2 separate regions of the Triticum aestivum genome follow, and region 2 is linked to region 1. Evidence: chromatin contacts called from public Hi-C data. All regions are on one chromosome and are shown on one strand. The core of a region is the stretch at or near the end of the contact, and the rest is flanking DNA. Distances in the headings are between cores, read along the strand shown. Region 1 has its middle 69 kb from the start of LOC123058259. Region 2 holds the start of LOC123061033.

Region 1 (6,041 bases), core at 2,755-5,254:
TGGTTGCAAATCATCTGGAGCAAAAATTTGCTCGACCCTCTTGCCTTCTGCATCAGATCGGGTGGTTACCAGTTCTGGCAGTCCGTCATCCAGCTGCTCCCAGTCCTCCGCATCGGGACCTCCATTTCGGTTGGCTCTGGGACGTCCACGCTGTTTTCGTTCGACAATTGGGCTGGGGACTCCCCCTTAGTTGACAGGTTCCTAGATCTTTTCTTCGTTGCGGTGGAGCCTAGGATTTCCGTCGAGATGGCCCTTATTGACTTAGGGCGTCTTGCGTTTCAGTGGCCATTCCGGCCCCCGGAAGTCGCTGTCTGGCATGAGCTTCTGGACACCGTTGCTCTCCATGATCCGGATTTGACGCAGCCCCACGACCGCCCGTCCTAGCGCCTCGAACCCTTGGGCCGGTTCTCCATGAAACCCCCATAGCGGGCCATTGCCCCCTTCCCTGGCCCGGTAGTCCTTGAGACGGTCTGGGCTATCCATCTGCCCCTAAAGATCAGAATCTTCTTGTGGCAATGGATCCGCAGCCAGCTCCCCTCCAGCATGGAGGTGTTGAAGCGGCAAGGCCCGGGCGATGGGATTTTCCCCCTATATGGGATTGAGGAAACCTCGAATCACATCTTTTTCTCGTGCGTTTTTGCCCAGTTCCTTTGTGGATGCCTCCGTGAGGCTACTGGTGGCAACTGGTGTAACACCAACTTCCCCGACCTCCTCACTGAGGTGCAGGCCCTCCCCCCTTCGGGCCGCCACATTAGGTGGCTGCTCATTGGGGTCCTTGCGTGGACGCTATGGACCGTGCGTAATAAGCTTGTCATCCAGCGAGTTCCTCTTCGACGTGCCACTGACGTTGTTTACAAAATGTGTGGGTACTTGCAGCTTTGGTGGCCGCTTAGCCGCCTCCAGGACCGGGACGCCATCAACATCATCATCGCCGACCTCCGCTCGATGTCTCTCCGCTTGGTGCCGCCGCTTCCTACTCTACCACCAGAGATGGATTAGCTTCTTAGCTGCTATTGCGGGTTATCCGCCTTTGTTTTCGTTTTCAGGGCTTGTTGAGCTGCGCCCTCAGCAGAACCCTCTTGTACTATTTGTGGTGTGACTTTGTGTGTGGGTGTGTGTGTGTGTGTGGGTGGACCTTTGCTATACCTTGTGGCTATGATGGTTTATTTATAAAGCGGGGCGAAAGCCTTTTTCGGTATAAAAGGTCATATTTTGCAATCCTGGTTGTAGGTGCTCAGAGTATCCCAACGGAGCCAGCGTTTTATGTTTGCTCTTGCTGTTTAATTTTTTCCATCCAGTTATTAGAGTGTAAAAGAACAAAGTTTTTTTATTACGAACATTTCGTTTGACTTATGACAAGCAAAAATTTGAGACACTATTTTCCCAACCTAGTTGTGAACCCCGATCAATAGACAGGAGCTTTTTTTTGGAAAAGAAGGCGTGCCCCCGGCCTCTGCATCTGAATGATGCATGCATCCATATTATTAAAAGTCTCGAAAAACAAATAGTATCCAAAGTATTACAGCTCGCAAAAAGGAACGGGATGACAAAGCCATAAAAGACCTCAAGATTACAACCGATGATGGTAACAGGACTAGAGACCTAAACTCCTATCCTTTTAAGCGTCCGTCATCCAAATCGGTTGAATATAACCCGTGCTACCATCTCCCATTGGTTGCACCCAATAACCAGCGGCTCCCTGGATTCCGTAGGAGTGAGTAAGGACCATGTACGGATCCATGCAGTAGCTCTAAAGATAACCTGCAAGAAGTTTAAAAATTGTTGCCTGTTAAAGATCATATCGTTCCTGCAGTTTCATATAGCCCACAAAAAAGCACATATTCCAACTCGAATATGACTCGTAGTATTGCGATCCACCCCATCTAACCACGTCCCAAACAACGATTCAATGTTAATTGGAGGGGCAATGTTGAAATCTATATGAATAGTGCGCCATAAAAGTTTTGCCAAAGGACAATCGATGAAAAGGTGTTGTATTGTTTCATTATTATCACAAAAACAATATCGTGAGCTGCCTACCCAATGTCGTTTTAACAGATTGTCTTTGGTGAGTATCACTTGTTTATGTACGAACCACATGAAAATTTTGATACGCAAGGGGACCTTAACTTTCCAGATATGAATGGATCTCGGGAGGAAGCCAGAGTTAATTAGGTCCAAATAAAATGATTTGACCGTGAATGAGCCATTCTTGGTCAGTGTCCAATGTAAGGAATCCGATTGGTCGGTTAATTGTACATCCATCACTCTCCGTACTAGATGTATCCATGAATTCCATCTCTCCCCAACCAAAGATCGCCTAAACTGAATATTTAGAGGTACCGATTGTAATATCGTGCCAACGTAATCTTCCTTACGTTGGACAATATTATATAGACTTGGATATTGAACAGCTAAGGGCGTCTCCCCTAGCCATGTATCCTCCAAAAATTGTGTTGACATCCCATTGCCAATAGTGAATTTGGTTCTACGAAAGAATAAGTCTTTAGTTCTCATTAGGCCCTTTCAGAAAGGCGAATCGGATGACCTCACGTTAACTTGTGCTAGAGTTTTGGACTGTAAATATTTGTTTCGTAAAATTTGTGCCCACATCCCGTCGTTCTCTACCGAAAGCCTGAAAAGTCATTTGCTTAAAAGACATTTATTCTTGATCTCTAGATTCTCAATGCCGAGACCCCCCTGGTCCTTAGGTCGACATAATATATCCCAGCGAGCTAAGCGGTATTTCTTCTTGGCCTCATCAGACTGCCAGAAGAATCGAGATCGGAAGAAGTCTAGTCTCCTTCGTACCCCTTTAGGTACCTCAAAAAAGGAGAGCAGAAACATCGACATACTTGTCAAGACAGAGTTAATGAGTACTAGTCGACCACCATAGGACATTAACTTGCTTTTCCAACAACTTAACTTCTTTTCAATTCGGTCCTCGATGCACTTCCACTCCTTAATGAATAATTTCCGATGATGAATAGGTATGCCCAAATAGCTAAAAGGCATTGACCCTAGTTCACAACCGGTGCCACTCTAGGTATGCCCAATAGAGAGGAGCTAGGAAGGGTGACCTAATCACCGGTGCCACTCTGGTTCACTCACCTCCGTAGACTACTCCAATGAATCCCATCTTATCCTCTTGCTGGCATGGCTCATATTGTATATATTGGTGAGGATCCGTGTGGCACCAATGTGAATATAAGTGAACTGAATTGAAAGCGATAATTTGTTCTAAAAAATCATTTGTCCATAAAACATATATTCATTTCAGGCAGTTAGCAGCCCACCAGATGCTCCTATAGATGGAAGATATTCAAACTTATTCAATCTCGTGGGGTAGAGGACGTGGGCATAGCCCAGTGGTTGGGGGCGCATGATTGTAAACCCAACGACCAGAGTTCGATTCACGTCGGGGACGAATTTCTGGAATTCTCATGAGGGATGCTTCTTCTATATCAATAAAACCGTGGGTGCTAGTGCCCATGGAGTTTCATTTTTTTTTAATCTCGTGGGGTAATTTTTTTTAACATAACCATGATCAAAGGATTTTCTTTTCTTCTTCTTCTTCTTCTTGCAAGCATATGATAGAGCAACCAGATTCCTCAATCTTATTAGCAGTAGCTATCCATTTGTCAGTAGGTTAAGCACTGACCTAGTAAAATCATGGTTACCAACGCATACGCCCTATGGTTTCACGGTAGATTAAGCACTGACTAGTTGTGTATACCGCACGTTACGTTACTACTAGTAGTAATAAGTACTCCCTATGTAAACTAATATAAAAGCGTTTAGAGTATTAAAATAGTGATCTAAACGCTTTTATATTAGTTTACAGAGGGAGTATAAAAAAGCTGGCTTTGGTGGAAGCTCTGTTCCCAGCCACATAATTAAACCCGAACCGATTTCCACGTATCAAAATCCATTAGCGCATGGGCTAGGACCCACCTTGACCGGCAGCCCCCACGAGCCACATGGCACACAGGATCTCCCATCCCAAAACAATCCAGACCATATGTTGGTTGCAAGCACAAGTGCCATTTTCGCATGGAATCGGGTCACTTTTGTGTAGGACCCGACCCGGAGGTGCTTTCTTGCACCACGCGGGTTTCTGTGGATCAGGGTGAAAGAGAGAAAAAGAACGCTTCCTTTTGCTTCTCTCTTGTAGAGTCACTTGGACCGTTCAACACTAGAGACACTCCTCTCAACTACCCAAAGTTCAACACTAGAGGATATTCTTGCATGGGGGCCGGACAAGATGGGTGTCTTCTCTGTGAAGAGTGCATACCACTTTGCGTTCGACGAGATTCACAGGTTCAATACAGTATCTTCCAGTTCGTCGCCGACCGGGGCAAGAAGTTGCTGGAAGTTCATCTGGAGGTGTGGTGCTCCGCCAACAATGGCAAAGTTTGCATGAAGGGTCGCGACGGATGGACTGCCAACATGGAAAAATAAGCATAAGATTGGTCTGGAGACCACGAATGTTTGCCCGGTTTGTGGATTAGACACGGAAGATAATTTTCACCCGTTCGTGCGCTGCCAATTGGGGAGGGATCTTTATTTGAGAATGGCCAAAGTCTGGAGATTACCTCAGCTACAGTCAATTGTTAATTGTGGTAGGGAGTGGCTACTGCAAGTTCTCGCGCCTATGAGTGATATTGAGAGGTGTATGATTCTCCTTGTGCTCTGGAGAAGTTGGTACATACGCAATGAGGTGGTGCATCATAAACCGGCACCGCAGATGGAAGTATCGGTCCGTTTCCTACAGAGTTACCTTCACTCTCTGATGGCCATTAAGAACGATAAAGGGGTGGACTCGGTGAAAGGGAAAGCCAGTATGATGATGGATCTTCAAACGGCTGCTGTAAAGGCTAAGCTATCTCGTTGGGAAAAACCGAAGCAGGGGTGGACAAAACTGAATACGGACGGAGCTTTTGTGTCATGTGAAGATGCTGGGGCAGGCATGATCTTAAGAGATGAGTCAGGAGGTATCATCTTTTCTGCATGCAGGGCGATACGGGTATGCCGGGATGTGTTGGAGGCTGAACTTCGCGCTTGCCTGAAGGGCCTGACTGCTTCGGTCCAACGAACTACATTGCCGATACAAGTTGAGCTTGATTCTTCTGTTGCGGTGGCCATGATCACATGTGGTGATATTGATCGTTCGATCTACTCGTCTTTAGTTAGTGAGATCAGAGATTTATTAAGTCTTTATCAAACTCGTATTACTCACGTCGCTCGTTCTCGAAATAAGGCGAGCGACTTGCTAGCTTCTTTTGGTCGCCTAAATAATAGGACTATGACTTGGTTAGGGTCGGGTCCTCCTGAAGTGTTGGAGGTAGTTGCTGATGATTGTAATGAGACCATGATTGAGTAATACAAGGTTTTGAGTTCGCAAAAAAAATCGCTGCATGTCACCAGGGGAAAAATGTTGAGGAATGAGGATTAGGGCGTGCTTGCGCGCGCGATCAACCCGCTCCGTAAGACTGAAAATGCCCTGTGAGCAGGGACCATGCGTCATATGGGAAGTTTTTTAGGCCAGTGCTAGGAGGCGGCGCGCCGGTTCAAATTTCGGCCCGTCGTCGTGCACCCACACGATACGTGTGTGCTTAACTATCCGATTAAGCCGCTGCATAGCTCTCATGTACAATTTTTTTTCCTCGATGCAATTCCTTCCTACCCCTGCTTGCACGCCCCGCGTAGCCTCCCGCTTGCAGCTTGTCGTCGCCGCCCGCCGGCGCAGCTCTCCAGCCCCCCTCCCCCTGCCCCGCCAACTATAGCGCTGTGCGCGAGGTCGCAGCTTGCCATGGCCGGTTGTAACTTTTCCCCATGAGGAAACATTTGAGGGTTGCGGCACGAGGTCGCAGCTCGCCACAAAGAAGCTTCCACCGATGATGGTTGCAGCACCGGCGTCGGTGCCGGTTCCAACACCCGTTAAGCAAAAAAAAAGTCGCTATCAAGGAAACATATCAGCTGGGTGCAGCTTCCCCATGGTAGCAAATAATCTTATGGGTGGAAGCTTTTTTGGTGGTCGG
Region 2 (6,053 bases), core at 3,289-5,788, 340 kb after region 1:
ACCGGCTGGAGGATTCATAGTCCTCAAGTGTAATAAGTCTTCAGATCACACAGACAGGAAGACTTAAGTGATGCCTAACACTCTTTGGCTCTGGGTGTTTAGGGCTTTATCCTCGCAAGGAATTCTCTCTCAATGTCTTCGAGGTGGGTTGCTCTCAAACAATAAAAGCCGTACACTAACTCTGAGCAGCCAACCGTTTATGGTTGTAGGGGGTGGGCTATTTATAGCCACTAGGCAACCCGACCTGATTTGTCCGAAATGACCCTGGGTCACTAAGGAACTGACACGTGTTCCAACGGTCAGATTTCAAACACACACGGCAACTTTACTTGAGCTACAAGCAAAGCTGACTTACCCAGCTCTAGATAAGATTTGCTCTCATTGTCTTCGCTCGAAGACATAGGATTTTGGTTAAGCACCACTTCAGTCATTCTGACTGGTTCACTTGGACCCCACTTAACAGTACGGTGGTTCCTATGACTCAACAAAGAAGAAAAAGAACAATGAAACAACTAAGTCTTCGCGCTCCATGGTCTTCACTCAATGTCTTCTCTTGTCATAGTCTTCAATGTGACTGTCTTCACATACCACCTTTGACTTCAATGTCTTCATACATTTTTAGGGGTCATCTCTGGTAGGAAAACCGAATCAATGAGGGACTTCTACCTATGTTATCCTGCAATTCTCACAAACACATTAGTCCCTCAACCAGGTTTGTCGTCAATACTCCAAAACCAACTAGGGATGGCACTAGATGCACTTACACAAAGCCTCGTTGCAAGCAATAGCTTCCAAAGAAGAAGCATCGGTTAGGCCTTGGGTGACTAGAATTGAGGAGCCTAAGTAGCCGCCATCCCTGCCATGATAAACTATAGTTGTTGCTCCTAAATTGTGGCCAACACCTGCATTAGCATTAATTTTGATGAGTCCAGCGGAGGAGGCAACCACCGAACCTAAGCATTTCCGCCTGGAGGCACTGTTATTTCATGTGCCGCTGGTGAACTTGCTAAAGCTCTGACATAAAACTTGTGATAAAGAGATGCGTCGACAAAGGGCTTTGACTAATGCCTTCGTGTATCAGTTTATGTCTCACAGTCCATATCGCCCATAGGGTTGCCATCAACCAAGTGAACTGATCATGTGAAAGCACATCCATCAAAGTAAACATCCAATTTGTAGCATAAGGTTCAACCATGGCCATCATCTGGTCAAAAGGCTCCAGGTCAATAAATGCCCACACACATCTCGCCATTGAGCACTCAATAAGACTTAGCCTCCCAGAGTCACGCATGACACAAACTGAACATCCATCTATGTCAGACATATTTCTATGTTTTCTTACATCCTTAGTAGGTAATGAATGTTGGGCCAATCTCCACAGGAAAACTTTAAGTTTTGTCGGCACTAGAGCGTTTCAAAGAATGGTCCAAGACTTCTCATCTGCCGCATCATCAGAGGAGCCCGGTCGCTCATTAAGCCAATCTTGGCGACACTTTTTTGTTGCCACAATCATCCTATACACCGACCGTATTGAAAAGATTCCTGATTTTCTCAAAGTTCCAAGACAAAAATCCTCCATATTGCAGGTACAAATAGGAATATGCATAATTGCCAAAGCATCATATGGGAGAAAGACCTGCCTGATAACCTCGTTGTTCGATCTGGTGTTCGGGATGTCAAGTAGTTCTGAAACAACCTGCGGTGGGTGAATCACAAGCGAGATGATTGGGCACATACTTTCCTGTCTTGGGATGCGGTTGAAGTTCCATATTTCAGTGGTTGTACCATTGCCAATTCGCCTAATCAGCCCCTGTTTAAGGGTATCACACCCCTAAATGATTGCTCTCCAAATCTGTGATGGATGAGTCCCAAGTGCTGCATTCAAAAAATGAACTTCTGGGAAGTACACCGCCTTCAGTATTCTTGCACTTATTGAATAATGGTTTTCTATGATTCTCCAAGCCTGTCTTGCAAGAAGCGCAAGATTGAAAATTTCAAAGCCCTTGAAACCCAGACCCCCCATGTATTTAGGCATGCTCATTATGTCCCATGACACCCAGTATGGTTTGCACTGGCCTCTTTTACTCCCCACCAAAAGGCTTTGATCATATAAGTCAGGTGTTCACACAAACCCCTCGACAGTTTAAAACAAGACATTGAAAGTTGGGTGTCGGGAGTTTTAGCTCATGTGGCTCACTAGCATATGAATGCTGGGGTGCCAGTCTCCATATGTGTGTAGTTCTGCGTTTTTCTATTCGGTGTCCTTGCCTATTGTAGGTCCAGTCCCACGTTTTTCCCTTACTTCCCTTGTTGAGGTGAGGGGGGGTGATGGTTTGAAACCTTGCTGATGGTTTTGCTGCGTTTGGATTGTTGCCAAATTGCTGGTTTGGTTAATGAAATTGGGGAAGAAATCCCTTTCCATTCAAAAAAACAAGACATTGAATAGACCGGAAGCTTGTGCAGCTGGTTTTTAGCGGAAACATGCTCAAAGCTTTTGTTTAGAACACAGTACATACGTAGGCGCTCATATATACGTGCGTACACTCATTCCTATAAACACACCCTATCCCTATGAGCACCTTCGAGGGACTGAGCCGGCATATCATCTTGAGATTGACGAAGCCATTATAGGCGCTCCGTAGTCAATGGAAACGTCTTCTCTCACTGAACACGCATCGTCAAAAATTCTGAAATAAATTCAGAGTAAATGCGAGCAACAAGACTTTTCTGGTGGACTAGAGATACCAATGTCATTCTAACCATCCAGCCACATGTAGTTTTTTTTGTGGGAACAACCTTAGGCGCCTTCAGCGCCGGTTCCCGTTCTGGCGCCCACACGTGCGCGAACTGGGCCGGCCAGCTTGCATCGTTCGCTTGTTCCACTTCTGCTCGTTCGCTCCCCTGGATCGCTCAAGTATTGACTTTTGAATTTCTCAAAAAATTGACTTTTGATGAAAAAAACAAAAAAACGAAAATTTTGAATTTTTTTGTGAATTCAAGAATTTTCATAAAACTTGAAAGAAAGTCCAGGAACTTACAAAAAAGTTCATGAATTTGAAAAAAAGTTCATCAATAAAGAAAAATCAATTTTGAAAAAAAAGTTCATTAAGAATGAAAAAAAGAGTTCATCGATTTTGAAAAGTTTCATCGATTTTGAAAGAAGTTTATCGAATTTGAAAAAAATTCATCAAATTTAAAGAAAATCATGAGTTTTGAAAAAGTTCATCGAATTTGAAAAAAGTTCATCGAATTTGAAAAAAGTTCATCGAATTTGAAAAGGGTTCATCGATTTTGAAAAAAGTTCACTGAATTTTAAAAAAAGTTCATCGAATTTAAAAAAAGTTCATCGGTTTTGAAAAAGAGTTCATCAATATTGAAAAAGAGTTCATCGATTTTGAAAAAAGTTCATTGAATTTTAAAAAAAGTTCATCGATTAAAAAAATTTCAACAAATTTAAAAAAGTTCAACGATTTTGAAAAAGAGTTCATCGACTTAGAAAAAAGTTCACTGAATGATAAAAATAGTTCATCGATTTTAAAAATTCACAGAATTTAAAAAAAGTTAATCGATTTTGAAAACCTTTCATCAAATTCAAAAAAATTCATCGATTTTGAATTTTTTTCCTCAAATTTGAAAAAGTTCACTGATTTTAACAAAAGTTAATTCAACTTGAAAAAAGTTTACGACTTTGAAAAAACGTTCGCGCATTTAAGAAAATAAAAAGAAAAGGAAAAAAGGAACCAGAAAAAAACGCCTAGAAATCACGAAGCCGTGGAAAATTGGTTTGGGGGGCTCCCGCGGCCTAGGTAATAAAAATAGCGGGAAGAAGTCAATAGACACTCGCGGTAGGATGTCCTGCTGCTCAGTGCGCTCCTTTATCAACTACAGATCACGAGTTCGATGCTGCGCTTAGGAAATTCGATTTTTGCTGCAGTTTTTTTTAAAAAAGACACGGGCCGGCCCAGCGCGGCGCGAGGGGTATGCGCCCGTTTGCGTTTACTGAAGAAACGGGTGCTTAAGGCGCCCGTTAGGAAATGCCGTAGGTTGCAAATCAACCTGTTGGTTAGGTGAACAGTGATATTTCCAACCCATCAGGGTTCAAATCCTGGTACTCGCATTATTTCTGGATTTATTTCAGCATTTTCGGCGATGCGCTTTCAGTGGGAGGAGACGTTCTCATCGACGACGAGGCGCTTACGGTGACTTCGTAAATCTCAAGATGATATGCCGGCTCAGTCTCTCGGAGGTGCTCATAAGGATAGGGTATGCGTGTGTGCGTTCATAGGGGTAAATGTATGCGCGTGTATATGAGCGCTTGTGTCTGTATTGATGCTAAAAAAAAAGAAATGCCGTAGGTTGGCACATGCTCAGAGCTGTTTGTCTAGGGATGACAAGATCAGCCTGGCCCATTAACATGACAGGCCGGCCTTGACTGTCGCAACTGGCCTGGCCCGATCCGGCTAAGGCCGAAGAATCACGACTTGGAGGCGAAGAAAGAAGAAATCGGACGGCTGCGGCTAGGCGGTGGTCGAATCGTGGCCGCTCCAAAATCGAAGGGTTTTAACGAAGGGGCCTTGTTCTGTTTTGTTTCCTGCGGCTGCGGCGACAGGTCAGACAGAGCTTCCCTTCCTCCCGCTAGCTCGGGGCGGATCCATCCACCCGGCGGGCCATCTCTCATCTCTCTGGGGCGCCATGTCGGAGCACGCCGCCCCGGAGCTACCCAAGAGGTGCCACCACTGCGCAGGGCCCCTCTCCAAGGACATGGTACTGACCGCCTTCTCCCCCCTTCACATCCTCTGCCGCCGCCGCTACACCCCTTTGTTCTTCGTACAGATTTGCACCCCTTTGTAGATTTTGCCTGAATTATAGCATGACTATTGCTTGTATGCTGGTTTGTGTTTCGTAATCAAACGCCCGTTGTTGCATTTTTTTTGGACTGATGTAACTGATGCAATTTTGTGCTGTTGTTATCTGCTTGTACTGATGCAAGCAGCGAGTTTGTACTGTTATAGCTTCCTTGTAAGGCAACTTATGTGGTTAATTGCGCTAATGCATGTTTTTTGGGCTTATGAAGGAAACTAGCAGCTGGACCGTGACTCCATTGGTTCGAGATAGCTTCTCAATGGTTTGTTCCATCGCCTTTTACCACTCACCAGTGCGAGTTATTCGTCTTTTTAGTCCAAACTGGAAACTTTCCAAGCACTGCCTTTTGTTTTGTGCTTTCCACCCGTGTACTAATATATAAACATGGCCATATGGAACAGATTGGTTCCGCTGTTGGGGGTACTGCAGGCGCGTTTTATGCGTTTAATCATGGTATGCTGGCTACCATTTTGATCAATGAGTGATTGATACATCCAGCTCTTCTAAATTTTCAGTTACTTAAAAGATGCTGGTGTATTTGTGTGACAATTGGTTTTGTATGTTGTGAGAAATAGTTTTGCTTTCTTCATCATTTGTTGGATGAATTATATATAGTGTTCAGTTTGAGATTCTATAACTTCTTATGCAGCACACCACCTTGTTTGTCTGGTTGTAACTTGTGAGATGTGTTGCTAGTTTGCATTGTAATACCTGTCATTAATCTTATAGGATCCGCAATAGCATTTCAAATCTCGTGAAAATATTCAGATATCATCTTATAGGATCCTCAATATCATTTCAAATCTTATTCAGATATGCATGTACCTTGTTGCCGTATCAAAAATGATTATTAATGTTCTTGTAAAACACCTCCCTGTACATGCCTACATGCATGCATTTTTTTCTCCCGGCAATACACATGATATTGGCTCAACTTTATTTACATGAAGTGGATTTACCTGCTTGGTCTTTTGTTGCAAAGGGGTCTAGAATGAAATCACTTAGCTTTTTATGCCATTTTTTAAATTATGCTATTATACAATTATATATACTAAATAATAATATTATCTTCAGATTAGCATTAACTTTGGATTTTTTTTATGTAGCTATGCCTGTTGTTCGGCGTTACATAAAAGGGCCAATGTGGATGCATTTTCTTGTTGGTGTAAGTACAGTGTCCATTTTCCCTT

What was found. Hi-C and Micro-C count contacts between places; a contact is called where the count stands out from the background.
Region 2: a Hi-C map of leaf shows a contact between it and region 1, with 6 times the contacts expected there. The contact joins the promoter of LOC123061033 here to the enhancer-like site in region 1. A contact is called at or near these places in 2 of 5 Hi-C or Micro-C datasets (both in leaf).

Annotation. Positions count from the first base shown.
Region 1 is chr3A:220,051,452-220,057,492 of IWGSC CS RefSeq v2.1, forward strand. No RefSeq gene overlaps it. Among protein-coding and RNA genes, the nearest start is that of LOC123058259, 69 kb to the right of the region's middle. Within about 2 kb of position 4,005, at least 1 of the 8 cell types and tissues checked has an H3K27ac peak or open chromatin away from gene starts, as enhancers often do. A contact at or near this core is called in leaf, where this site is marked.
Region 2 is chr3A:220,388,074-220,394,126 of IWGSC CS RefSeq v2.1, forward strand. LOC123061033 reads left to right here and starts at 4,539. Exons shown (of 6, transcript XM_044483933.1): 1 at 4,539-4,764; 2 at 5,075-5,125; 3 at 5,265-5,316; 4 at 5,970-6,028. The coding sequence starts at 4,693.